Linked DNA regions of Mus musculus: region 2 is linked to region 1. A link is a contact called in public Hi-C data. All regions are on one chromosome and are shown on one strand. Each heading gives the region's core, a stretch centred on a gene start, on an enhancer-like site or on the middle of the called end of the contact. The rest is flanking DNA. Distances are from core to core; before and after follow the strand shown.

Region 1 (6,333 bases), core at 23-2,522:
GTCCATTTCTTTTTACTAAATTCTGAAATATAATTATTTCCTCCAGAAGGGTTTTTATAAGGATTAAAGTAAAGTAACTCATTTCCATATACAGAAAACATTTACATGAAAGCTGTGCTATTAGTATTGTTTAAAGACTGTCAAATCTGTGTGCTTCTCAAAGTGTGGTTTTCATCTAATATTTAAAAGAAGAAAGAATAGACTAATAAATTTAAATAACTGTTATATTTATATTGTATGAATAGCAACAACTTACAGATATTTTTATTACACATTTTTTTTTTCTCGGACATATATGAGTTGAAAGAGTTGAGCCTTTTTGGACAAAATCTTGTTAAGAATGAGTAACACCAAAGACACACATAAATACCGTTTCTCTTTTCTTCTCTTCTTCCTGCCATTTGTTCCCTAAGTGCCAGGAGCTGTAGCTGTGGCAGTACAGAACTGTCAACCTGACACTCACGCTTTCTAGCATGTTGCATACCAGCAGTTCACAAATGGCAGGTGAGCACATTAGTCTTCAGCTAAGCTGCTCATGTCATTGCCTTAGCAGCCCACAGCCTGGTAATGAGGCTGATGTTGACAATAAGCAGATCCTCAGCATCAGCTTGTGCTAAAGATCAGACTGGGAAAGCAGGGGATTCCTCACTGGCCCAATGAGGGGAAGGCAGCATGGCTACACTAACAAAGAAATCAAATGTCACCAGTCTGCCTGTATGAGAGTTCTGACTTCCAGGTGTGGGAGTTTTAAAGATGAAGGTGTTAGACATGGGCCTTTATACTAATGACCCAGAGCATGAATTATTATCTACAAGAAAAGAAAATATTAAAAGAAAATGTTACTCTGATCTTAGATGGAATTAATCATGTTTACCAAGGAAACACTGATGGATTAGAAGCCATAGTTCTTTATTTCTGTGAAACAGGGAGTGTAACATGTTTTTCATTAAACAAGTGACTCATGATGGGGTACTATGCTAGAAAAAGTAGAAGGTATGGTCTACTCACTCTGCCTAAGCATGTAAGAAGAGTCTTATTGCCTTTCTCTTGTGAGCCCTTTGTCTGAAATAGCGCAGCACGGCACAGCTTGTTTTAGGCAGTGACAAAGAGGCTGAGGGGAAGCCTTCCCAAGATGCAGACCTCAGTTACAGTGGCATTTGATTTGCCTGTTGAGATGTGCTTTTCTGAATATGCCTTTGTAGTTCAGCATTGCATCAGCAAAACAAGGTTCACAAACAAAACAGCCACATCTATATTCCCACGGCTTTATGAGCAGCTGTGAAATATTGCCAAACGAATCTAAGAAGGATCTTGATGTAAATTAACTTAAACTTCCTCTACAGATACTATCAATTATTCATGACATAAATTATGCAACAGAACTGTGAGTGGGTACTTGACAGAATATACAGAATGAAATATATATATACATATATTTATGCATATCATGTTTATATCCATACACGTATTCATGCAATAAATATCCAGTAATGTAAGTATGCACTCACTTATATATACACATTCTTGGACATATATACACATATGCACTGGCATAAATGTTCATGTTTATACATAAACACACATAGACACATGCACAGTCATACACATATAAAGAAACACACAAACACACTCATTAAAGGCACACATGCCCATGCACACATATGTATAGAGATGCCCATGTATACATAGGCACACACATACATATGTCGAAACACATGGATATTCATATACACAGACACACATACACACACACACACACACACACACACACACACACACACAGATGCACATGTACATTCAATAAATAGTAGGATGAAAAAAATCAGACTGTTTGGAAAGCAGGGTTCTAGAACTTTCTGGAAGTCACTCAGTTCTGCTCTCATAACATCCCTTGATTTTGTGTTTGCACAAAACAATTTGGATCAATGTCCTTTTATATACAAAGTATATTCATCCTGGTCCCTCTGGCTCCTGCTTTACCAAATGTGCTAATGAGACTGTATTAGGATGAACCAAGGTTCTCAAGCTTAATTCCTTTTCCAGTTGATTTGGAAGAGTAGAGTAGGAAACCATCCTTTTCTATTCAAGTCACTGTCTTCATACACCAGGCCTTCTATTGAACAGGCATGTAGACTTCCTTCCTTGCTTGCTTTCCCTTCTCCCTCTGATCTCATTTATGCTAGGCAAATCCTCTATGTAGAGCTGTCTAACTGCTAGGAAAATGACCCCCATTCTTTTCTGTCAATTGAGTGCACTTAATATGAGAAAACAAAAGATTGGATGGTTGTTTATGAAATAAAAAAGGCAAAGTTCAATTTCAGGGCTAGAGACATAGTTCATCAGGGAAGTAGATACTTGACATGGATAAGTCCCTGGATCAATTCTCAATATCAAAGACAGTTTTATTTCTGTAGTATTTTCTAATTTTCCCTGAACTGTGAATGGTAACAGAGACTGACCAATTTGATGTATATATTCTACTACAATTCCCCATAGATCTCAATAAAAGAGCGAATGTGTCTCCTTATCTGTTAATTTTAGAGAGACCAGGGTGTAGCCCAGGGTGACCTGTAGCTCTCTAGGTAGCCAGTGGTGACCTTGAACTCCTGATCCTCCAAGTATTGGAATCACATATAGACTTCCATTTTCTGTTCACTTTCAACGCTTTTGACATTGTTATCATTTTTTATACTATCCAACTTCTTTTGAATCATTAATTATAAAGGGGCACATATTTTATTTATCCCACTCAATTTTTATAAGTAACCAATTATAATGATTCAATTTTCAGATGCAAAACAGGCACAGAGATGTCAATACTGGTGCAGGTCATACCCATAGAGTTGCCAAACCTGAGACTTGAAGTCAAACAATGGTGTTAAGGATTCTGTACTGTTAAAGTACATACAATGTTGCCACCATTGATGTATTTACAAGCAGGATAAAGATCAGTGACCAAAAGTTGCTTCTCAACATTACATAATTAAAAATTGTGTCATAATATGCATGTCTTACACTGTAGACTACTTGTAAAATGTGTCAGTTACAAGTTGCACAATCTTAATCAAAGTGTGTACTCCTGTCTGCTACTATTCATTCTCAAACAAGGTCTTGATAACTGTCTTAGTTAGGGTTTTACTGCTGTGAATAGACACCATGACCAAGGCAAGTCTTATAAAAACAACATTTAATTGGAGCTGGCTTACAGGTTCAGAGGTTCAGTCCATTATCATCAAGGTGGAAGCATGGCAGTATCCATTCAGGCATGGCACGGGCAGAGCTGAGAGTTCTACATCTTCATCCAAAGGCTGCTAGTGGAAGACTGACTTCCAGGCACCTAGGGTGAGGGTCTTAAGCCCACACCCACAGTGACAAACCTACTCCAACCAGGTCATACCTCCAAAATTGTACCACTCCCTGGTCCAAGAATGTATAAACTATGACAATAATAGTTGTTTGTCTCAAAGACTTATGAGAGTTATATGAGACAGTTTTCTGAAATACTTATTACCTTGCCTGGCACAGTGAGATCTCACCAGTAACAGCTTAGAAGAAAGAGTTTAGGTGTCACCTTAGAGGTCACTGAATTTAACCCCTCAGTTTGCCATGTATGTATTCTTATTTCTCTATTCTGTTTTATGTATTTTACATGCTCAGGGGATGGGTTTATATGTGTGTATGTGAATCTCAATGCATGTGAGCATGTTGATGTGTTGTGAAGTAAGCCAGGTATGCTTACATGGAAGGAAGAGTATAAAAATATTGAGTAACTTCAGAGAACTCCATACCTCAAACTCAGCCTTGAATGATACAAATTAAAAATGCAGAATAGAATACATTCTAAAAATCAATATAAAGAATTATTTAATAGATAATAATGCACTTGTATGGGACAAAGAGATACACAATTAAAATAATATTTTGAAGGGACATTTATCTACAAGGGGTTTATAGAAGGCTTTTCACATCCAATAAGATGTGACTTTTTTTCCTTGAGTATGTTGATAGATTTTCTGTATTGAGCCACCCTTGCAACTTTGGAATGAAGCCTACTTGAATATGGTAAATTATGGTTTTGATGTGTTCGTGGATTTGGTTTGTTAGAATTTCAGTGAGTATTTTAGCATCAATATTAATAAGTGAGACTGGTCTGAAGTTCTCTTTCTTTGTTGGCTCTTTCTGTGATTTAGGTATCAGAGTAACTGTGGCTTCATAAAATGAATTGGGTAGTGCTTCTTCTGTTCCTATTTCATGGATTAGTTTGAGGTACTCTGGTATTACCTCTTCTTTGTAGGTCTGGTAGAATTCTGCACTAAAACCATCTGACCATGAGATTTCTTTGGTTTAGGGGAGGGGGGCTGATGACTCTTTCTATTTCCCAAGGGGTTATGGGATTGCTTAGATAGTTTACCTGATCTTGATTTAATTTTGGTGTGTGATATCTGTCTAGAAATTCATCCATTCTACCTAGATTTTCCAGTTTTATAGACTATAGGCTTTTGTAATAGGTTCTGAAGATTTTATGAGTTTCTCAGTTTCTGTTGTTATGTCTCCCTTTTTTTCTGATTTTGCTAATTTGGATACTGTCTCTGTGTACTTTAATTAGTTTGGCTAAAGGTTTATCTTTCTTGTTGATTTTCTCAAAGAACAAGCTCTTGGTTTTGTTGATTCTTTGTGTCCTTCTCTTTGTTTCTAACTGGTTGATTTCAGCTCTGAGTTTGACTATTTCCTGACTTCTACTCCTCTTGCATGTTTTAGAACTTTCAGGTATGCTGTTAGGTTTCTTGTATATATATATGATTTCTCCAGTTTATTTACGAAGGCACTTAGTGCTACAAATTTCCCTCTTAACACTTCTTTTATTGTGTTCCATAAGTTTGGGTGTAATGTTTATTCACTTTCACTGAATTCTATAAAGTCCTTGATTTCCTTTTTTATGTCTTCCCTAACCATGTTTTCATTAGGCAGAAAGTTGTTTAGTTTCCATGAATATGTGGGACTTCTTTTGTTTTTGTTGTTATTAAAGTCTGGCCTTAGTCTGTGATGATCTGACAGGGCATATAGGATTATTTCAATCTTCTTATATCTGTTGAGGTTTGTTTTTTGTCTGATTATATCAGTTTGGAAGAGGTTCCATGAGGTGCTGAGAAGAAGGTATATTCTCTCTCTCTCTCTCTCTCTCTCTCTCTCTCTCTCTCTCTCTCTCTCTCCCTTTCTTTCTCTCTGGTGAAATGTTCTGTAGATATTTGTGAAATCCATTTGGTTCATAACTTCTGATAGTTTCACTTTGTCTCTGTTGAGTGTCTGTTTCAATGACCTGTCCATTGGTGAGAGTTGGGTGTTGAAGTGTCCTACTATTATTGTGTGAGATTCAGTGTGTCTTTTCAGCATTAGCAATGCTTCTTTTGCAGATGTGGGTGCCCTTCCATTTGGGGCATAGGTGTTCAGAATTGTGAGTTCTTGTAATCTTCAAAATTCTTCACAGACATGGAAAAAAGTTCTCAACTTCTATGGAAAAACAAAAAATGCAGGATAGTCAAAATGATTCTCAACAATAAAAGACCTTCTAGTGGAATCACCATCCCTGGATGTATTTATAAGCAATGGTGATAAAAAACTACATGATGCTGATATAGAAACAGACAGGTAGATCAACTGAATAGAATTAAAGACCGAGAAACAACACATACACTTATGAACACTTGATCTTTGACACAGAAGCCAAAAAAAAAAAAAACAAAAAAAAAACAGTGGGGAGAAAAAGTGGGCCAGTTGGAGGCCCTTAGCACAAATATAACAGAGGTCTACCTGGGCAGGCCTCAATGGGAGATGTGCTTAATTCTTGAAAGCCTTGAGGCCCCAGAGTAGGGGGAAGCCTGGTGGGAGCGGAAGTACCCTCTTGGAGGCAAAGGGGAGGAGGACTGGGATGAGGAACTGTGGGAGAGGGGACTAAGAGAGAGTAATGACTGTAATGTAAATACATAAAATAATACAGCAGATGCTAGCAAGGATGTGGAGAAAGAGGAACACTCCTCTATTGCTGGTGGGATTTCAAGCTTGTATAACCACTCTGGAAATCAGTCTAGTGGTTCCTCAGAAAACTGGGCATAGTACTACCAGAAGATACCATCCAGAGACTGCCCCACCTGGGGGTCCATCCCATAATCAGCCACCAAACACAGACACTATTGCATACGCCAGCAAGATTTTACTGAAAGGACCCTGATATAGCTGTCTCCTGTGAGGCTTTGCCAGTGCCTGGCAAATACAGAAGTGGATGCTCACAGTTAGCTATGGGATGGAACACAGGTCCCCCAATGTAGGAGCTAGAGA
Region 2 (6,159 bases), core at 3,621-6,120, 350 kb after region 1:
CCTGTACTGAGGCATATAAAGTTTGCAAGACCTTGAAATCTCTTTCTAGGGAACAAAAGTTTCCCCTGTGGCTGTCATCTTTCCCTTTCCCTTCATTAGATTCCTGGGAAATCTTTCAATTCTTTGGGCTCCTCTTTTCAGTAGCCTTATTAGAATTAGTTTATTTACACTAACTACCCTCTTTTTAATTTCCAAAGGTCTCTATTGTATGGGACCACCAACTCCCCAAAAAAGATATGGAGACTTGTATTTGTTATGAATCCCTAGATTTTACAGCTAGGCTTCTTATCAGCTAGCTTGTCACTTCTTTACCTATTTATTCTAAGTTCTTTTACTTGTTTGTTAGTTAACTTTCATTCCCCACCCACACACATCACATCTCGCTTTTCCCAGAGTTCTTATCTCCTCTCAGAAGTCCCACCTTCTTCTTCCTGCCTTTGCTATTGGCCACCATATTTTTATTTTACCAATCAAAAAGAAAGAGAGGGAGTGTTTACAAAACACCCAAGAAAAGAGATGCTTAACAATACCAAAGTTTGGCTTGTTATCAAGTCTCTGCTGGTTCGGAAATCAGATTGAATATAATACAGAAACAATCTTTACACAGTAAATAAAAACGTCACTCCAACACTCTATTTTATTTTTATAAAATAAAATACATTTTTGTGCAAAAGAAAATGTCCAGATGATGAGATTTAGGGGAAGCACACATCAAAAGCTGGTCCACTGACACTTCACAACTCCAACAGCAGAGTCCTGTCTCAGTTCTCCTACTGGAACCCTAAGGGTTGACCTTTTAGCATCTTTGAAAATTCTTGTCTTTGCTGACTGACTTACACATTCATGTAACTGGGGCCCTAGTCACATTCATTGTTTCTACAAGTATGCCTGCTGACTTGAGAGTCTCGCATCAGTAATGCGGTGGAGAAAGGCATTCCATCTTCCAGTTGATTCATTGGATATGTGAATGTTGTAAGCAATTGGGAGTCTCTTTAATCAGCTAGGATCTGAAATGTATTAAATAGTAATTAAGAGTAAAAATAAAACATAAAAACCACCTTTGTTCATAGTTCACTGAAAAGTCTAAATGACTTGTTTTTACATTAGATTGGGAGGAAAAGGAAGGATTTTATTTATTGTACAACTGCGATACTTTGCCCATTTCTCTTTTCAGCCAGGTTGCTTATCAGCCTTAAATCACCTCTGTTCAGTGATAAATCATTTCAATATGTTGTCACATGGCCTCGCTGGAGAAAGAGGTCTATGTGTGCTTTTATAAGGTATATTTTTATTTTATGTATTTTGACTGTGGGTATGCCTGTGCACTCTCTGTGTTCAGTGTTCACAGAGGCAAGAAGAGGCAATAGAAATTTAGAGTGTAGGGAGCCACTATGTGGATGCTGAGAATTAACCATGGTCATCTGCCAGAAGAGCATGTGCTCTTACCTGATAAGCCTTCTCTCTAGCCCTGGTCTGTCTTTTTATCTGAGAAGGTCAAACCCTTGCCCTCTCTGTAACTCATGGTTAACCACCTGGTGTCAGCATGGATTTGTAGTGGTGGACATTAAATTCTCTCATCCTTTGTTCAGCTTAACTCTTCAAGTCAGTCAAACCTGTTAGAGACTTTCCCTATCACTTCCTGCCAATTCTGTCATTTATTTCTGGAGGTGTCTGGCATCTGTTCATATGAACAGTATTGTCCTCCACTTATAAAGGTGGCCCCACGTGCCTTGTAGAGACTAGAATATTGGGGAAGGCACATAAGAAAAAGGCAATAGACATCCACAAAGAGTTCTTCTTCTTTGCAACACAAAGGTTCCTGATACTTTGTTAGAAGAAGAGATTACTCCCCTCTGCTCCCCACAATTGATCTGAGTTGGGTTATCCACTCTTTCCAGTGTTCCTTTGAATCTTCATTGTTGAATCTCCAACAATATTATTGAAAAAGTTTTTGAAAGGACTTCACATATATCTCAAGGATGTTTAAAATCACACAACTTATAGAATAATAAAGTACAAACTACTAATTATAGTGATAGCATACTGTCACATACATCATCAACTCAGTTTCCTCCTGACACTCCCTGGCTGTAAGTATTCCCATGTGCAAAAGAAGCCCACAGACCTCACACAAAAGCACAAGAGCTTTTCTAAGCTGAATGGAAAACGAAGCCCATTCATCTCTGTCTGCCCCCGACCTTAAACTCCTCTAGGAGTAACTCACATCAGCATTATGTTAGCCAAATGCACCCTTTCAGCTTAAACAGGGAAAACAGTGAGGAGTTTGCTTATATCTGCTCTGAGGTGGTTACATTAACCATTTGCCTAAGTAAATAATGATATTAAAGACATTTGGACTGCTAGCTAAGAATGCTTTCTGTGCAAGCTTGAGGACTTCAGATTGAGCTCTCAGCACTCACTTAAAAAGTCAAGTTGGTGTCACCTGAATTTTTGATCTTAGCCATTCTGACTTGTGTGAGATGGAATCTCAGGGTTGTTTAGATTTGCGTTTCCCTGATGATTAAGGATGCTGAACATTTTTTCAGGTGCTTCTCAGCCATTTGGTATTCCTCGGGTGAGGATTCTTTGTTTGGCTCTGAGTCCCATTTTTTAATGGGGTTATTTGATTTTCTGGAGTCCACCTTCTTGAGTTCTTTATATATATTGGATATTAGTCCCCTACCTGATTTAGGATAGGTAAAGATCCTTTCCCAACAGAATGGGGGACTTTTGGGATAGCATTGGAAATGTAAATGAAGAAAATACCTAATTAAAAAAAAAGTCAGATTGGATGCAAACCCACCTAGCAGTTGGCAGGGATGTGGAGGGGATGAGATTAATTCCAAGTGAGAGAGCAGAACACAAAACACAGATTTCCTCCTCTGACCTGTGCTTGTATGCACATATATGCACACTAACACGCCCAATCCTGTTTACACACACACACACACACACACACACACACACACACACACTAATACTACTAATTAAGTGAGGGAAGCTTCCAGAGACACATGCATGTTGGAAAGCTGGGAGCTTATAGATATCCTGGAAATGGTGAAGAGTTAACTGATATTTGACTCTCATTAGTTGAGAAATATAGTCGCATCCCTGCCACCTTATTGACAGTGAGAATGTGCTGTTTTAATAATTCACACTCACGCTGTGTGAAATGAAAGCGGAGTCATCATGAACTTAAGGATGGAAGCTTTCTATGGATCCTACAGCTTTCACCAAGAATCAGAAGAAAAGTTACCACCGTAAAAACTGAAACAAATATTTGAAGTTATGAAAACAGACAAAAATCATTAAATAGCTCAATGTTTCCTCAATCCATCGTTGTTCAGACTCTGTTAGCAAGTACTCCTTAAAAATAAAGCACAGAATCAAACAAAACAGAGCTGTCCAGGATAGAAGAGCTGTTAACCTAGCTGAATAAATTGTCCCTACCTGTGATGTCATGTTCACCGGATTTAAATAATTTAATTTGTTTATAAGAAGTGAGGAGATAGACAAATGATTTTTTTCAAGAACAGAAATAAAAGAAGAAATTCAGGAAACTGAGGTGCTTGCATTGCTAAAGCACAGACTCATGAAAATCTGTGTGAGAGGAACAGAGGCCCAGGGCAACCTGTCACTTGGCAGATGGCCATTTTGACAGATGGTATAAAAGGCAAGCAGGTAGGAGATTCAGAATCCCACCACTGCTTGGTGGCATGCTCTGTAGAATTCAACTGATAATCAATATACTCCCATATGTGTCTGTCTGACTGCAGTGACCATTTCCGAAGGATATCTGCTGAGCACGGGTGCTGGGCTTGGTCAAAAAGGAGATTGTTAGAAAACTGTGAGGTTAACCACTTTGGCTTTGACCGAAAAATAGCAAATGTTTGTAAGAAAGAACTTTATATTTACCTCCAATGTCATTGTTTCCTAATAACTGAGCTATTTTATTCATTATCAGTGTGAGCAAGTAATTTGAAATAACTGAAATAAAAAATTTGAGACATTGATTTAATTCTTGGGGCTGGGCAGATAAGATAGCTCAGTGGTTAAGATCACTTGTTGATGACCTGACTTGATTCCCAGTACCCACATGGTGGTTCATTACCATCTGGAACTCCAGTTCTAGGGCGCCCAATGCCTTCTCCTGGCCCCAAGGTCATCAGACACGCATGTAGTGCATGTACATACATGCAGGCAAAACACTCATGAACATATAATAATAATACATTTTGAAAAATTATTATATACTTCCTGACCAATGGCAAGTTTGACCACAAGCATAAGACTATACCGTTAGGAAGGATGGACTCTTATGGAACCCACTAAGAAAACAATGTAAATTTGAATCTGATAAGTCTTATTTACCTTCTGGGAGCATTGGGTTTGATAGTGATTAAATGATAACAGTAATCCATGTCACCCTGAGATTGTTCTCAGTGTAGTGACTAGAAACCAGAAATATGGTAAATATCAGAATTATGTGCTTTCCAATCCTGTAGGAGGAGAAAAAATAAGTTGTCTGCCACTTAGAGTTGCTTATCAGCAACACGATGAAGTCACAGTTTTCATTGGATGTCACTTTTCCACTCTCATTTTTATGAGAAGGGGGTTTTCCTCACATGTTGGCCCTAGATTCTGTTTCCCTTCATTGTGAGGCACGTGGTAAGGTAATCCTTGCCTTTTGTATTGCTTTTGTTTGTTTTGATCTTGTGAAGCAATCTCCCAAATGCTCCGGAATTAGGGAGATTCCGGGTTCTTGTCTCCTTCCCTCTTTCCGCAGAGCAGGAAATCAAGGTCTGTGCTGGGCACTCCAAGCTGTCCTAAAGTGAAAGAGCTGCTCCTCCACCCAGCCCACGCACTTGGCTCCACTCCTCAGCCACTCTAGCCAAAATTGGCTTCATTAGGATTCAAGGGGAAATTGTTGCCTGCCTCTGCTGGCTGCAGTGCCATGGTGTGGGAAGTCGCACAGGGAAAGGAGCTGTTGCTCTCTGACCACCACGGGGAGAATTTCACACCTGACAAATACCTTGTGATATTATTTCTCTGGACTTCAGTTATCCATTTTGCATACAGCTTCATTGATTCAGCCCTCACGTAGACTTAGCCTCCTTCCAGAACGGAAAAGATTCCTAGGGAGTAGACCATTAAAAGAGCTTATGATGAAACACGCTTATTCAAACTTGATATGTGTCCATTGGTAAGGCTGATAAAACTTCCTGCATATGTAAACTCAGCATGATAATAGGTACACCATGAGATATTACTTATAATTGACATTTACTTATCTATTCATTAATTATATTTCTTGCAGACCAACTCCACATATCCAGTGGAGCAAACCAGGTAGTGAATTACCAGAGGGAAGAGCAACAATTGAAGTTCATGAAAAGACATTGAAGATAGAAAACATCTCCTACCAGGATAGAGGAAATTATCGCTGTACAGCCAACAATTTGTTGGGGAAAGCCAGTCATGATTTTCACGTCACAGTAGAAGGTACGCCTTCCATGAGGATTTATGTTTCTACTTCGGAGTAAAAAAACAAGTGCATGCCATCACAGACCTTTGCTTCAACAATGCAGGTGTTAAAGCTGATCATTAGCTTGCAATTTTAGTTGTAATGTGGGCACTGAGTAACACTACACTTAATTAATCAGTCTTGTAATTTATCACCCCAAACCATATGGAAGGCATAAATGTCAAGAAGACAGCTTAGTCTCTAAACATACACCACCTCCATGGCCAGTTTAAAATGTCATTAAACCTAGCCTCCTGTAAGGTTTTATTGCATGAAATGGTTTTTATTATAATGCACACATGATGCTCATAAATAAGGTCATGTTTGTGAAATCAAACATTACTGCAAGGACCCTGGAAGGAGGTGGGGAGTGCTTGCTAATCTTGCCACTCAGTTTCTGTGTCTGTGATCACAGTCAGATGAATCGTCTTACATTTTTCCTCATTCGAGCCTTTTTTTTGTTCTGTACCCTGGTACTCAATACATCACTTAGAGTATGTATGAAGAGACCACATGGTGCAAATACTAATACTTTTTATCAAATAGTACCAAATATATTACTTTCATCTTCTAACCATAAAAACTGAACTCTTTTGATCAACTGAGATTTTCTGCCATTTTTTTTTATGAAAGGG

Evidence for each region. Hi-C and Micro-C count contacts between places; a contact is called where the count stands out from the background.
Region 2: a Hi-C map of cortical neurons shows a contact between it and region 1, with 2.2 times the contacts expected there. The contact joins two enhancer-like sites. A contact is called at or near these places in 4 of 39 promoter capture datasets (HPC-7-derived erythroid cells, embryonic stem cells, hippocampal neurons and 1 more), 35 of 484 Hi-C or Micro-C datasets (the 3T3-L1 cell line, the C2C12 cell line, the C3H10T1/2 cell line and 22 more) and 8 of 115 datasets of contacts at active chromatin or transcription factors (the 230-238 cell line, T-cell acute lymphoblastic leukemia, a beta-TC-6 cell line and 5 more).

What each region holds. Positions count from the first base shown.
Region 1 is chr6:103,319,634-103,325,966 of GRCm38.p6, forward strand. No RefSeq gene overlaps it. Among named protein-coding and RNA genes, the nearest start is that of Chl1, 190 kb to the right of the region's middle. Within about 2 kb of position 1,273, at least 6 of the 459 cell types and tissues checked have an H3K27ac peak or open chromatin away from gene starts, as enhancers often do. A contact at or near this core is called in cortical neurons, where this site is marked.
Region 2 is chr6:103,669,656-103,675,814 of GRCm38.p6, forward strand. Chl1 (cell adhesion molecule L1-like) reads left to right here. Exons shown (of 27, transcript NM_007697.2): 9 at 5,318-5,502. Among named protein-coding and RNA genes, the nearest start is that of Gm52915, 19 kb to the right of the region's middle. Within about 2 kb of position 4,871, at least 35 of the 459 cell types and tissues checked have an H3K27ac peak or open chromatin away from gene starts, as enhancers often do. A contact at or near this core is called in cortical neurons, where this site is marked.